Linked DNA regions of Sus scrofa: regions 2 and 3 are each linked to region 1. The links are chromatin contacts, called in public Hi-C maps. All regions are on one chromosome and are shown on one strand. The core of a region is the stretch at or near the end of the contact, and the rest is flanking DNA. Distances in the headings are between cores, read along the strand shown. Region 1 holds the start of SHB (SH2 domain-containing adapter protein B). Region 2 holds the start of ZBTB5 (zinc finger and BTB domain-containing protein 5). Region 3 holds the start of POLR1E (DNA-directed RNA polymerase I subunit RPA49).

Region 1 (5,043 bases), core at 1,578-4,077:
CTAAGGCGGCAGGGCAACTCTCTGCTGTTTCCCTTACAGATCACCCGCAAATCCATGCTCCTGGGGGCTCGCAGAGAAATCTCCTCTGCTTCCAAGACAGCACCTGGGTGACCACCTGGTTCCCAGCTCCTTGTCATTTAGGTGTGGCATCCTGGGTGCTTACGAAGCCCAGAGTCCACACTTCCAAGATGTGTGCCCAAACTGGCCACAGGAGGAGGTGGAATCCATAAACTGCCCGCACTGCCTTTGGGAGAAACAGCAGGTAAGGGGTACCCTGAGGACCCGGACCTTGGGGAGAGGAAGTCAGGCAGAAAAATTAAGAGGGGCGACTCCTCCCTCCCTCCTCCTGGAAAACAAGCTGGCAGGTAGGAGGCTGTCTTCCTCCTGTGTGTGGACATCCAGTCCTAAAAGAAACTCAGACTTTATCAGTTTCCCCCAGCCCACACACCTGGGCAAAAGTTTACCTTCTGAAGAAGGTAGGGAGGAGGGGGAGAACAAGAGGGACAGCAGCCTGATAGCCATCGCAGGGCGCGGAGCCTCGGACGGAATCAAAACACTGCCTTCCACAAGAAGTAGACAGAACAAGTATTATTGTATGGGGGACGGGAGGAGGTCACAGGAGTGTTAAGGGAAGGAGAGGGCCCAGTCTGGCTGTAATTAACTAGCCTGCTTCAAACGTGGGAGATCAAGATGATCTGATCTTGGGGTGGGGGGATGCACAAAATCGTCCCCTTCATCCCTGGGGCAGTAATGGGGTGGGGGTAAATTCAGGAAGGAAGGTGAGGATTGCAAGGGTGGGTCTCCTTCCTGCTGGCCCAGTAGGCGGACCCCTGCCGTGCTGGGGCTGGAGAACTGGCAGGTCAAAGTGGAGCGCTCTTGCAGGCCAGAGCATTTCAGGCCGGAAAAGCACGCGTGGGGCATCCCGGTGCAGCTCCAGTACAAAAGGCCGCCCCATTGGGAAACCTGGCGCGGGGGGGTGGGGCAGGGCGGGGCATTTAGAGGGATTTACATATATCCGTTTAGAGACAGCCGGATATCTGGCGAGTTCCTTGCTGGCTCTGGACCTCAGTTTCCCATCTACAGAATCGGGGGGAGGCGGGGAGAGAGAGGGTGGTCAAGAGTAAACGCTCTTTCAAGTCCGTGACAGCTCTCTCTGACTTTTTTCGGGGGCGGGGGTTGCTAAGGAGCTGGATGGGTGTCTCTTGGTCAAGGTTGGGCAGGGCGCTCTCGTCAGATTACTTTCGAAGTGGTTACCTGGCTGTGGGCTGAGAGAGAGGACGTTTTGGGAGCAGCAGCAAAAGAGACTGTGTCAGGAGGCCGACGACTGGGGGCAAAGCGCGTGCAAGGATGTAAAACTGGGAAGCAGCGTGGGAACCCTGACCCCAGGGTCCTAGCCTGAAACATATGTAAGCACTGGAAACTAGAGCGGTGCCTCAGTTTCCCCGTGCGCACAGTGGCTCTGGAAGCTCGGGTGAGGCCGAGGGGCGCCTTACCTTGTCCTTCTTGCCGGCACTGCTCTCCTCCGTCGCCGAGGCGCCACACTTGTTGAGCAGTTTCTTGCCTCCGCAGGCCGTCGGGCTCCAAGTGCGGCCGCCGGAGCAGGCACCCCCCGGGGGGTCTCCGGCACCGCCCGCGGCGCTCTCCACCTTAATGAGCCGGTGCTTGGGGGAGATGTAGCGCACCTCGGCCGGCGTGGCGGGCCGCCGTTCGCTGCTGCTGCGGTAGAGGTGCGGGGAGCCAGAGGACGAGGACGAGGACGCGGCGGCGCCCGCGCCGGAGGAGGCACAGCAGCAGCCCGAGGCGCCCGACGCGGACGAGGCCGAGAAGGCGCGCTGGCCCCCGCCCGGCTCCCCGCCGCCGCAGTAGTCCAGGCGGCACATGGCTCGCAGTTTGCGCAGCGACGAGCCGGGCCCGTTGTAGGGGTCCTCAAAGTCGCGCTCCTTCTGTGCGCGGTAGGCACGGATGAGATCGCTCGTGCTGCCGCTGTCGTCGGGCAGAGACCCGGACGAGGCCGAGAAGCAGGAGGCGGCGGCCGTACCGCAGGACGCCGAGGCGGCCGCGGGGGCCTGCGGCACGGCCTGGGGGGGCTGCGAGGGCCGTTCGCCCCGGCGCCGCTGCTCGCGGTAGTCTGGCCGCGGCGGCTGTGGGGGGCTCTTGGTCTTGCTGTTGCCCAAGCTGAAGTACTTGTTCAGCCACTTGGCCATGGCGAGAGGCCGCCTAGGGCCGCGGCGCGGGAGCCCGGTCCGCCGCCGCGGCCATTCGGGGGGCAGCGCTGCCTCCCAGGTCCCACGGCGCCCCGGCCCCGGCGAGGGGCGTCCGGGGCGCCTGCTCCCGACGCCAAGTTCAAGTTCTCTCCGCCGCCTCCTGCCGGCCGCTCCCGGGCTCCGGCAGCTGCAGCACCGCCCTCCGCCTCCGCCGCGCGCCTCCTGGGCTTCGGATCTCTCGCCCCTCGCGGGCGCGTCTCATGGGATCCCGGCCCCGGCCCCAAGGAGAGCGAAAGGCCCAGACGCCCCCCTCCTCGGACGCTCTGGCAGTGCGCTCCGCCGCGGAGCGCGCTCCTGTCCCGTCGGAGCCGCAGGCTCCGCCTTGGCCGGGATCCGCCGCTGCTGCGGGAACTTGTCGGCTTCCTCGGTCCCCCCGCCCCTTTCTTCCTTCCCAAGAGTGGTGGGGTGAGCCCGGCCCCCGGCCGGCAAGCAAGCAGGCGGGAGAGCGAGCGAGCGACGGAGGGAGGGAGGGAGGGAGGCAGCCGGCGCCCGCCCGAGCCCGCGCGCCCGTGCCCGTCCCGGCGGCGCCTGCCGCTGCCGCTGTCGCCGCCTCCCGAACCGCCGCGTGTGTGACACTCTGTCCGCCAGAGCCCGCCCCGCGCCGCGGCCCCGCCCTCCCCGGGCTTGTGCGCGCCCCGCCCCCAGCCCGCCCCCGCAGGCCCCGCCCCGCCCACCCCCACCAGCCCTGCTGCCAGACCTCGGCCCTGGCCCTACCCCGCTAGCGCCCAGGTCCTCGGCTGGAGTACTTCTCTCCCTTTCAGCAAGCGCCACCTCCCGCGGCCGCCTCGGCGCCAGTCCCCGGGTCGCGCCTGAGGGCGCCGGGGTCCTGCGGCGCAGCCAACCCCGCCTCACTCGCGGCCCGCCGCCGCCTAGGGCGAGAGGTTGCCAGCCTGAGCCTGCTGTGCGCAGAAGCCAAACCCTCCCTTGAGATCCACGCGCCATGCTACGCAGGGATCCCCACTGTTGGGGACATGGGACATTTTTAGTTAACAGCTTGATCCACTTGGAGGAAATGCGGTGCCAAGGCCCCTTAGGAACAGGGTGCCTATCCCCTGCTTAAAGACACGAAGACTCCCGTTCCTCCCCCTGTGCCAGATCATCGGAAAAAATCTTTATGCTAATAAGTGTTTTAGCAATCCAGATGAAGGATGCAGCCAGGATAGGTGGCAGGGGCCCGGCTCCGCACCAATGGGAGAGCCAACCTGAGAGGTCGAAATGTTTGCTTACCTTTTCACTTCTGAGGAAGCCATGGCTTTAACCCAGCTCACAGCCAGCTTGGCAGAATGAACTGTTGGAACATTTAATGCCTAAAGTTGTAGGAGCTGGCAAGGCTCCGTTTAATCCAGGGCTCTCACTTTACATGATGGAGATACTGAGGCTCAGAGCAAGGTCACCCAGGTGGGCCTGAATGCCAGCTAAGTAGTCTGATGGTGCCGAAATTGTGTCATTTCCCATCGTTCTTTGATTATTAAAATGAGGAAACTGAGGTCGAGTCAGGGGCATATCATGGTCGAGTCAGGGGCATATCATGCTCAGTGAAGCTTTCCCTGGGAGGCAGATACGCTCTCCAGAGACTGAAGAACTGCCTGGAAAGGAAGTAAATGCACTAGAGCTCCTTTGAATTTGGCTGGTCAAGCCCCAGAATATGACATACCCTGATGGGTAAGAACTGAGATCTGAGAAATTCTCTAAAAATGCTGATTTATTAGGATGGTTGTCCAAATCATTAATTATCTCCACTTGCAACATGTACATTACAGATGGGCTTTGGGAGAATCTACTTTTTCCTATATCCTATAGGAAAATTGGCACCTGAAAAACCAGGGAGCAAGGCCACTGGCTCTTTTGGTCAGGACTGGAGGTGGAGGTCAAACTCTCAGTCTGAGGCTCCTGGACAAGGAGGACCGGAAAGTTGTTGACTCTTCCTCTGCCTGAGGCCACAGAGGGGGTAGTGCCAGAACCGGAACTCCAATTTGGGTCTTACTCCAAAGCTTGTGCTCTGTCCACTCAGCGACACACAGTGATGCAATGGTATTGACTGCAAATTGTCCCTTCGGGATCAAGCTATTTGCTGTTTCCCTCTGGTTAGACAGGACTGTCATCTTCCATGAGCCAGTTAAATTTTACAAACCCACTATGTGACCCAGACAGTCACAGACACCATTACCAACTACTCAGCCTCTTCATTGCCTGAGATCTACTTATTTAGAAGTTCACAGGAAATAATCTAGGATGTGGAGGGGGTGTGTGTGTGTGTGTGTGTGTGTGTGTGTGTGTGTGTGGTGTGGTGTGTCTTGGGGGAGAGAAGGCCCAGAAGTTGACCTGGGCCAAGATGTTTATTTCAGGTGTCCCTGGACTTAACTATCTCAAATTATCCTTTAAATCATTCCTCTACTGTATAAGCACTTAATTATCCTGCAAATAAGGGAAGCTCGAATAGAAAACCTGAAAAGGGAGGACGTCCTCATTTTGAGCCCCACCTTTCCTTTTCCACCAACCACCATTCCTCCCTTGCTCCCTCCCTTCCCATCTCTGCTTCTAGGTTCAGGAAGAATGGCCAGACCCTAGTAACAGGCCAGGTGACCATGGGCAAGAAATTCTTCTCCAAGATCTGGAAACGTGTTCCCTGCATGTTGGTTGCACATGGAAGTGTTATCTCTGCCTTTTCCAAAGGTTTAGGAAGAGAAGTAATACTTCACAACTTATTTTTTCCATTTCACTTTCAGCGGGCCATAGGGTCGGACCCACTTTTCCATGTGATGCCTCTGCTGGGGTATAA
Region 2 (5,043 bases), core at 1,545-4,044, 650 kb before region 1:
GTGGCTCGGATGCAATCCCTGGCCAGGGGCCTTCCATATGCTACAGATGCAGCCACAGAATTTTTAAAAAGATAGAGCTTTTAGTAAATAGATGTATAATTAATCAAACAATAAGGCACCCTCTCTCCCCATCCCCCACCGCCAAATAGAGTCTGGAGATTAAAAGCCACTATTCAGTGATAAAAATGATGAAAACAACTGTAAGAGCAATAGTCCCTCAGAAACAGCTGGTCTCTTAGCATATGAGAAGTTGACTTCACCCGTAGACAAAAGGCTCAGTGTAGTGTTACATTCCAGCCCACCTGCTGCACTTACAAAATCTGGCTCTGTTAGACAACATTTGAGAAATGTTAAATACAGGAAAAAGAGAACTCATATGCTTAAAATCAACAGACAAGAAAATATTTGTTTACAACAAATTTGCATTAAAAATAAATAAAAGGTGACAACAAATATGGAATCAATATCTTGGGTTTTTCTTTTCTCTTTCCATAGAGGCAGATTCATATCTCACTACACGTAAGATAGTTTTAACTCTTACCCACACTAAAGAACTTCAATTTAATAAAATTCATGCTAAGTACTTTATTTTTTATTTTATTTTTGTCTTTTTAGGGCCGCATCTGCAGCATATGGAGGTTCCCAGGCTAGGGTTGAATTAGAGCTATAGCCGCTGGCCTACACCACAGCAATTCAGGAACCAAGCCACATCTGCGACCTATACCACAGCTCACAGCATTGCCAGATCCTTAACCCACTGATTGAGGAGAAAGATCAAACCCACATCCTCCTGGGTACTAGTCGGGTTCCTTAACTGCTGAGCCACAATGGGAACTCCCATGTTAAGTACTTTAAATACTAAACATTTACATACATTTTGTATCCAAGTGACTTTTTAAAAATGACTTCAACTTCTTGTGACAGTCTCTTTTGAGAGCACTGAACCCTAAGTTTAGGAAAACATCCCACTCTAAGATTCTTTTCTTGCAAATCTTACCACTTCCAGAATTTTGCTAAACACCTCAAATAGCCAGAATATGGTCTGCAACTATTTCCAGCTAACTATACCTTGTCCTGACACAACTTTTAGGAGAGAAAAGGCAAATCCAAAAACAAGTTGACTTCAGGACTCTTTAAAAAAAAAAAAAAAAAAAAAATCCTGGTTTGTTTATTTAGCAGAACGCAAGAGACCAGAACAGGTCCTCGACCTGTTAAGTCTTAACTGGCAGGTCACCAAGCTGGCAGTGGTGGCACAGCCAGTCTTCCCAAGTTTCCTGGGATTTCCAGAGGGGGTTAAAGCAATAGTGGGAGGCCTTTCCTTGGTTTAGGGGCTTTTCTTTAAAATTCTCTTCCCTCACCGCTAATCTTTTAGCTTACCATCCTCACAACCCAAATCATAGCACTTCACTGAATTCAGTTTCTCCAGAAAATGAGGCATTCAGCCCACCTTTTCAAAATTATCTAAGGCACAACAGCCTATATAACGACAACAAATCATCATTGATGAGTAAGGCACAGCATTCTCTTCAACCTCTAAAGAAAAGATCCCAATGTATGTCATATCTTCTACCTACTAAAACAGAGAAGCATAGAAACACATTTTGGAAATATTTTTGCTTCAATTCCTGAAGGTGAAAGGTTTCTTACTTCCACTAATTAAAATTAACCCCAGAACCCAAGTATACCACTTAGCAATGAAGCTTTTACTGCGCCTTTATGTAAAAATTTTTTGCCAAGTTAAATATTCAGGATTTGTGTCCTATTCAGAAATTAGCTTCCACAGTATCGTCCACAAGGCCAGAATACAGACTGACTTAATAGCAAATGACCTTTTTGGAAGGAAAAAAACTAACCTTCAACTCCCCTTAGTTCACTGCCTAACATGCATAAACCTGTATGTCCTCCAAACAAGGGAGGAGGGGGACAGACTGTTCTTACCACTGCATCCCCTACACCTCCTAGCACGAAGCCTGGAAGCAGTGGGTTTTCAATAAATGCCTATAAACACTTTAGTCCTTTTAGTTGCGGCATTCCAAAACACTGGCTCCGCCCCTCCTGGTTCAGCCGCCGGTTCCCGATTCCAGCTCGCCTTGGCCTTGCTCTGGTGAAACGAAACCTCGTCGCTCAATGAGACCCAGGACAGGGGCAAGGAAGCCACCCGACCCCATTCCGCAGATTCTCTATTCACCCTGCCAGGGTGCTGGTCTTTCCCACGCGATCCCAGGAACCAACGTAGCCCGCCCGCAGATCAGAGGGGGCAAGAGCCCCCGCCCCACTCGGCGGACAGACAGCCTGGCGTCGGGACGCGGGGGACGCCTGCGCAGAACACGCCTCCCACCCGCCTTGGCCCCTCCGCTCTGAGGGTAACAATAACCCTCAGGAAAGACAGGCAGGGCAGACGCGGGGGGGCACCGGTACGCTTCGGCGCGCGCCCAGACACCTAGACAAGACCCTGATCGCGCCGCCCACCCAGCTCCCCCAGAGCTCAACTGTCTCCACGTGAGCGCGCCAGCGCGCGCCACCACCGCTCCCGCTGACAGAGTCGCCTCACCTGAGCCGGGCTCCGCCCCCCTTCTCGCTGGAGGAGGCGGTGACCCTTCTTCGATCCGACCCGACAGTGTGGCAGAAGACCGGAACGTCCAGGCTGGCTCCTCGGTGATGGGATTTCCTCCCTCTTCCGTCCACCCCGCCTCTTGTTGCCCAGCTCCTTCAACCCCTTCGCCGCGGCACTCTTGAGAACACCGCGGCGGCTGCACACAGTAAACGGAAGTGACGCAACGCGAGATCGCCTACTCCGCGGCATTTCTCGTCCCCTCCGGCAGGGGTGCAACCAATCAGAAGGGGAGAGGGCGGGGCCGGGACAGAAGTGCAGCCAGCCGGCGCGCGGTATCTGGAGGAATTTACTCGGCCCCCGGAACACTGACCAATCCGCGGTCCCAGGAGCCTCGCTGTGTTTACTACCGACAGAATCCGTGAGCTCTGTGACCAATCACCGTTTGCCTTACAACACATAAAACTGTTATCAAACGCCTTTGAAGGCGGGATTTATCACTAAGCGGTTCTAGATTTAGACTGTAGAAAAGCGACTGAGTGTGGAGGCCAATCCAGGCCCATTGTGGGTGAGACCAGCTGGTTTTCCTAATTCCACCAATCACAACCACGACTGCCTTTGGTCTGAGCCAGGGGTAAGGCGAGCCCGCGAGGTAGTGTGTGTCCCACCACTGGCTGGACTTGAAGGATTTCCCTACCTTCTCGGCGCCCGGCACTTCGGTGACCACCGGCTCCCTATGGGATGCGAATTTCCTTCGTGGGACCCACTCACGCACGGTGTCCGAGGTTGAGTTCCCATCTCGTAGACTTTGGAAGGAATAAAATATAATTTCAGGAAGCTATATAGGTTGAATTAAGACAAAATCCAAGCTAAAGATGTTGAACCAAAAATTCTGTTCATCTCACAGAAGTTGGGTCCGACGCAGCCCTACGTCCAATCTAGGTGCCAGCGTCTCGAAGCGCTGGTGCCTCCCGGCTCCCCACTGGCACTTTGCTCTGCATTACCTGCCGCAGGTCAAATAAGCCTGCAGTCTCCAGAACCAAACCTCTAAAGAACAGCATTGGGAATGTGGAAGGGTGGCGGACTTCGAAGTGACGCTCTCAGAAAAGAGTAAGCTCCGGGTGGCTTCCAGACCTCCAGGTGCACGCTCGGATGGAGAGGCCAAGCTCTGAGGGACACTGGCTGGAGGGCTTCCGAGGGCACCGGGCCCTGGGGCAGAAAGAAGCTCTCTTTCCCTGGGTGAAGAGGAGGCAAGGAAGCCTGGGAGGGGCCTTCCCCGACGGGAAGTGTAAGGGGCATGGCGCGACTCCAGAGTTTAAGGCAGGCTGGGAACGCAGCTTGATTCTTGGGGCGGCGGGGCGGGGGTGGAGGGAAGACAGACTATTTTTAAAAGGGAACACCCCACTTCAGAATGTGACACTCAAGTTATCTTTGCAGCTGATCTGTCCCTTCACTGTACAGGTTGGAAATGTTGCCCTCGAGGTTTTTTTCTTTAAGGCTTCAATGAGGTCTGATGGTAAATTATTGTTCATTAAGATTCCCTGACATTTTGTAGCCCTTACACGTATTTTATTGCCAGACTGGGTGATTGAGAAAAAAAACGGAATGCTGACAGTAAGCCAGGTAATGTGAGAAGTCTCTTCACCTATGTGACCCTTAGAAACATATGTGAGCTAAAATGTTATCTCAGATTTACAGACTGGCAAAAATTAAAAAGATTTGTATGTTCAGCACTTAGGAACGTGTTTGAAAAAGTCCCATCCTATATTGTAGTTTAGGAGTGTCATTGCTGCCCTCTGAAGATCACTTAGTATCTTCAAATTTTAAATTAGGCATTCATGGAGTTTCCTGGTGGCTCAGCAGGTTAAGGATCCAGCTTAGTCACTGCTGTAGTTGGGGTTCCACCCTGCCTCTGGCAGTGACAAAACAAAACAAAATTTCATTCCCTTCTAGCTGGCAATTCATTTCTGGAAATTCTACTTAAATAAACAAATGTGGTAAAATATATAGGGGAATGTTGATCACAGCTTTGTTAGTGGAAGAAAAAAAAGAAACAATGCGAATGTGCATCTATAGAGGATTGCAATACATTGACATACACCGTATATGTAGTGTGACTCTTTATCCCTAATGATCCCATATGTGTACAAAACAAAACCAGTGAAAACCTGTGTGTGGACATACACATTATAGCTTGTAAATGTATGGCTAAGTTTGAAAGGATACTATCAAGCTGTTCAAGATTTACCTCAGTGAGGGGAAGTTGGGAAGGTGTGATAAGGAAATATTTTAAGAGGTCCTTCTTAATTTTAAGTCTTTATGTACTTCTGTGTTAATTTTTTTTAGGGCCACACCCGCGGCATACTGAGGTTCCCAGGCTAGGGGTCAAATTGGAGCTGTAGATGGCGACCTACGCCACTGCAAGAATAGCCAGGAGGGAGTTCCCATTGTGGCTCAGCGGAAATGAACCCAACTAGTATCCATGAGGCGAG
Region 3 (5,043 bases), core at 831-3,330, 630 kb before region 1:
GACATGTTCAAAAAAAATAATGTGAACATGTTAAAAGGACACTAACCAGCTTATGGGGTTCCCACTGGCCCAATCTGGGAAAATTTGGCCATGAAACTAAATGACAGTAGCAGATTCCAATCTACTGAATAAAATAAGAATCCACAAATCCATACTGATATTTGTAAGTAAATAAATGAATAATTGAAAGGTGAACAGGATATTTACTTAGTCTATAGTAAAAAAAAATTGCCCACAATATACTTATTAATTACAAAGGGAAAAGAATAACTTTACTGTGGAGAAACATGGCTGATTCCACATTAGTTAAGTGATCAAAGTTACTGTAACCTGTGATGGGACAAATCGAATTGTACATCACCTGACATAACACAATGAGAAGAACAGTATCATATTTGTAAAATTTCTGCCAAAGATGCATAACCTGAAGCTAATCACTTGGAAACATTAGAGAAACATTAGACAAACAGATTGAAGGACATTCAAAATAACTGGCCTGTGAACTTTAAAATTCAAAGTCAGAGTAAGAAACTGTTTTTGGTGGAAGGAGACTACAGAGCTATGCCAGCTAAATGCAATATGTGATTCTGGACAAGATCTTCTGTTATAAAGACATTACCAGAAGAGCTGATGAACTGAAGTGGGAAATGATGAGTATATGGTAGTAATGTAGCAATGTTAATTTCCTGATTTTTATGGCTGTAGTGTAGCCATTTAGGGATCGTTTTTGTCTGTAGGAAATACTATACATGGTCTTCAGGTGTGATGGGGCATCAGGTTGATAACTTACTCTAAAAAGTTCAGGGCCAGAAAATTTCTTTGCACTGTACTTGCAATTTTTCTGTAAGTTGAGATTTGGTAATTAGAAAAGACTTGCTCAGAAAAAGGAGAGCTCAGGTGTTATCTTTTTTTTTTTTTTTTTTTTGTCTTTTTGCCGTTTCTTGGGCCGCTCCAGTGGCATATGAAGGTTCCCAGGCTAGGGGTCTAATCGGAGTTGTAGCCACCGGCCTACGCCAGAGCCACAGCAACGCGGGATCCGAGCCGCGTCTGCAACCTACATCACAGCTCACGGCAACGCCGGATCCTTAACCCACTGAGCAAGGGCAGGGACGGAACCCGCAACCTCATGGTTCCTAGTCGGATTCGTTAACCACTGCGCCACGAAGGGAACTCCCAGGTGTTAATGTTTTTTAGATCATCTTGGAAGTACGTGCAGGGGGAGGGGAAGTCTCAAAAGAAGGCAATTTGGAAAACACAGATGAGTCAACCTGGTTCTTTCCCTTCAACAGTACCCTCCTTTGACTGAGAAAAACGGGTCCTAGCCTGGGCCCATGCTGAAAGATCTGCTTTAATCCTCCTTTTTGCCTAATAACTCCCCATGCGGTAGGGAGGGTTGAATCCGCGGGGACAAAGGACCATGCCTTCTGGTTCCCCCTTCTTGTCCACCCCAGAAGCTTTGAGTCTGCTGGGCCTCTCCCACTGGTCCATACTCTCAGAGTTGATTGAACCACAGGTGGTACTGTGCCAAGGTCCGAGAAGATGAGGTCATGTTACTGTTTACAGGATTGTGGATCACGTTTGGGCTTAAGGATTGATATCCAGGTGTGTGGATGGAGGTCCTGGAAAGCGGCCGGTCTCCGCCAGTCGCCACATTTAGTTAGCGTGCAAGGATTGCCTATCGAAAAATTCTAAATTTGAACTTGGACTTTCAGGCGTCAGTAAGACTTATTTGCCTCGGTGGTAGAGATAGACCATACCCTACCTAGACTCAGCCGCGAAGAAACCCGTCTATGCGCTAAAGCAAGACCTGAAGGTAGTGTGCTCCCTAGCGGCACACGACCTGTAAAGAGCAGGCCGAGTGCTGGGCCAATCACGTGTTGCGCCTTGCTGCGGAGGAAGGAGCGGGGCATAGGGAGCGCAGAGACCCCGCCTCTCCACGCGGAGGGGCGGGCGAAGAGTGAGAGGGGATGGCCCGCCTCAGAGCTCAGCGAGACAGCGCTTAGGGGCCGGGCCTGATGGGGGCGGAGCCACGCATCTCTGCGTGCGCAGGGCGGTGCCCGGAGAGGCCACGCCTCTTCCGCCCTGCCTTTTTTTTTTTTTTTTTTCCACCCGCGTGTACCTAGCGGACGCAGTTGTCTTAACTCCTGTGCTTGGCGGTAGAAGGGCGAGATGGCGGCGGAGGTGTTGCCGAGTGCAAGGTGGCTGTACTGTGGAGACCCCGAAGAGAGCCAGAGAGCTTTACTGGGTAAGGACTGCGGAGCCGGAGCAGAGCTCCCTGTAACTTCCTCCCTTTCTGTCTCGGTATCTACAGCCCTCGTCTTCCCTTACTGGTCCGTCCCCCTTCTCAGCTGGGCCAGATCCCTTCCAGGCTCTACTGCTACTTAGGGCTCGGCCAGGGTTCCTCTGTCATCTCACCGCGTTTCTGTCACCACCTTCCCGCTGAATGAGGCCTTACCAGTTACCCCTTCCCAGTACTCTAGACCCGGTCATCTCCTCACCCATCAAGTCTCAAACCTGCTCCATTTACTTTCCTCCATTGGGCAGAATTTTTCTTTATCTTTTTAGGTCTGGTCCAGGCCTCGTCAGTTAGTCCCATTTCCCCTAGTTATTCCCTCCCGTCGAAGCCCCTCTCTCCTCAGGCCTCCCCTTACCTTCCCATCCCCTCCCCATCCTCTTCCCACCTGGATCCGGATCTCCTTAAGCCCTCCTTTGGGGAGTTCCCATCATGGCTCAGTGGTTAACGAATCCGACTAGGAACCATGAGGTTGCGGGTTTGATTCCTGGCCTTGCTCATTGGGTTAAGGATCCGGCGTTGACGTGAGCTGTGGTGGTGGTCGGATCCCGCATTGCTGTGGTTCTGGCGTAGGCCGGTGGCTACTGCTCTGATTAGACCCCTAGCCTGGAAACCTCCATATGCCGCGAATTTGGCCCCAGAAAAGACAAAAAACAAACAAAAAACAAAAAAAAACCTCCTTTGGGCCAGGACCTGGGCCTCTTTGCCATCCCCATTCCTTCAGTCACTCCCTCTCATTGACTGTCTGTTTCCTCTGCATCATACTCTCTTGGTCCTTCTGCTCTCATGTCATTCCTGGGCTACAATCTTACAGTCCAGTTCTCCAATGGGAAGCTGCAGAATCCAGGCAACATGCGCTTCACCTTGTACAAGAGCAATGATTCCACAAACCCCAGGAAGAGGAGTCAGCGGATCCTGGTAAGTGCTGCAGTAGCTTGTTTTCTCCACTCTGCAGGCTTCAGGAGGCCCCTTGGGTGTGGAAGGGAGTGAGAGGAGAAAAGCAGGGGATAGCAGATTAGCCTTAAAGAACTTTGAGCCCCAGCAGGCTGGTGTGTGGGAGCAGGCTCCATTCAGTTTCACACTTATGGTGAAATGATAGCCCTTTATTCATTTGTTCATTCAGCAACCATCTATTGAACCCCCACTGTGGCTCTGGGCCGTAAGCAGCTAGGGAGACAACTAAGTCAGACATGGCCCCACCCGGAGGGAGCTCATAATCTAGAGCAGCATTTCTCAATCTCAGCACGACTGACCTTCTGACCCAGATAATTCTTTGTTGTGGGGACTGTTCTGCACATCCCTGGTGTTTAGCAGCTTCCCTGGTCTCTACCCAAATATACCTAGCACCTCCTCGTTGTGACAATAGCATGTCAGACATTCCCAGATGTCCCCATAGGGGTATTTCCCTGGGTTGAGAACCACTGATCTAGAGAAGTGAGAACTGGATGTAGGGGACACTTACACATAAGGAGACAAAGTTCAGGATTCCAGGGAGGGAGGGTACAGAGCAGGGCAAAGTGCGCTCTGCTTGCCAGAATGCCTTCTTGTGGCAGGATGCATTGGAGCCCTGAAGGATGGAGGAAGGTTTGACAGCTGAGGCTAATATTCCAAGTGAAGAGGACACCAAGGACAAACATGGGGAAGCAGGAAAACTTGGCTATGATTGAGGAGTATATTAGCCATTTCCATGGTCCTGGGAGCATGTAAGGAACAGTCATGGAAGAGGTGGCAAAGAGGTTCAAGAAGGGGTTAGACTTTGGGGTTGCCTGCAGGATCATTTTGTTGCATGCCTCTACGTGCTCAGCTACTCTCCCAAGCTCCACCAAGAACTTTCTGGCCTAGCTGGAAGCCAGCAATACCTGGGGCTTCCCTTTCAAAAATCCTTTTGCTTTTTCCCCAGGGACACCCAAAATTCACTTAAAGATAGTGGAGCTGGATCATCTCAAAGAGGCTCTCCCTGTTCTAATCTACTGTGGTTTGGAGTCTAAAGCTTCTGTATCTGAGGTTGCTCAGCTGTGGGAAGTCAAGATATTTATTATCTTTCAGCATTGGTTGTAATGGAACTTTCCCCCTCTCCATTTTAGGCAGCTGAAACAGACAGACTTTCCTATGTGGGAAACAATTTTGGGACTGGAGCCCTCAAATGCAACACTCTCTGCAGGTAGGGACAGGGTAAAGGGATTGCGGGGAGTAGAGGGTGGTGGCGGCAGCCCTGGCACTGCTCTTCTCTGCCTTTATTTTAGGGGCAATGGGGGAAATCTAGAGAGGTTTCTCAAGTTTCTGTGTTCCCAGACCCAGTGGCCTTCACACCAGCATGTAGACATTCCTGAAAATGAAAAGTGACTTAGATTTGTTTAATTTCCTAAAAATCTCATTTATTTACAATCTTGATGAGTTTTTTTAACTGAGAGCTAATTGACATATGACATTGGTTTCAGGTGTATAACAATGATTCAATATATGTACATATTGCAAAATGGCAACATGGTAAGTCTAGCTAACATCCATACTTAATTACAAAATTTTTTCAACCAGAAGTTTATACTTTTTGATCACCTTCATTAATTTTCACCACATCGTTAACTTATAATAGTCTTTTGTTTTTAAGCATCTTGTTCACAGAAGGCAGCAGTCTTCATTAATTGGAATGTGTGATCAATAGGCCAAAGCTTACTGGAAGTCTGCCTTGGTACTAACTGTAAGAAAAGGATTTGGTGCTGTCCAAGGCGCCAGGATTTCTCTCTGACTCT

Evidence for each region. Hi-C and Micro-C count contacts between places; a contact is called where the count stands out from the background.
Region 2: a contact with region 1 is called in a Hi-C map of liver, with 3 times the contacts expected there. The contact joins the promoter of ZBTB5 here to the promoter of SHB in region 1. A contact is called at or near these places in 4 of 47 Hi-C or Micro-C datasets (alveolar macrophages, heart right ventricle, liver and 1 more) and 2 of 2 datasets of contacts at active chromatin or transcription factors (alveolar macrophages and skeletal muscle).
Region 3: a contact with region 1 is called in a Hi-C map of embryonic fibroblasts, with 2.2 times the contacts expected there. The contact joins the promoter of POLR1E here to the promoter of SHB in region 1. A contact is called at or near these places in 1 of 5 promoter capture datasets (liver) and 7 of 47 Hi-C or Micro-C datasets (alveolar macrophages, embryonic fibroblasts, heart right ventricle and 4 more).

Annotation. Positions count from the first base shown.
Region 1 is chr1:238,823,597-238,828,639 of Sscrofa11.1, forward strand. SHB (SH2 domain-containing adapter protein B) reads right to left here and starts at 2,828. Exons shown (of 6, transcript XM_021066254.1): 1 at 1,494-2,828. The coding sequence starts at 2,204.
Region 2 is chr1:238,174,683-238,179,725 of Sscrofa11.1, forward strand. It overlaps ZBTB5 (zinc finger and BTB domain-containing protein 5), which reads right to left and starts at 2,795. Exons shown (of 2, transcript XM_021066137.1): 1 at 2,552-2,795.
Region 3 is chr1:238,195,579-238,200,621 of Sscrofa11.1, forward strand. POLR1E (DNA-directed RNA polymerase I subunit RPA49) reads left to right here and starts at 2,081. Exons shown (of 12, transcript XM_021066147.1): 1 at 2,081-2,245; 2 at 3,108-3,211; 3 at 4,378-4,454. The coding sequence starts at 2,170.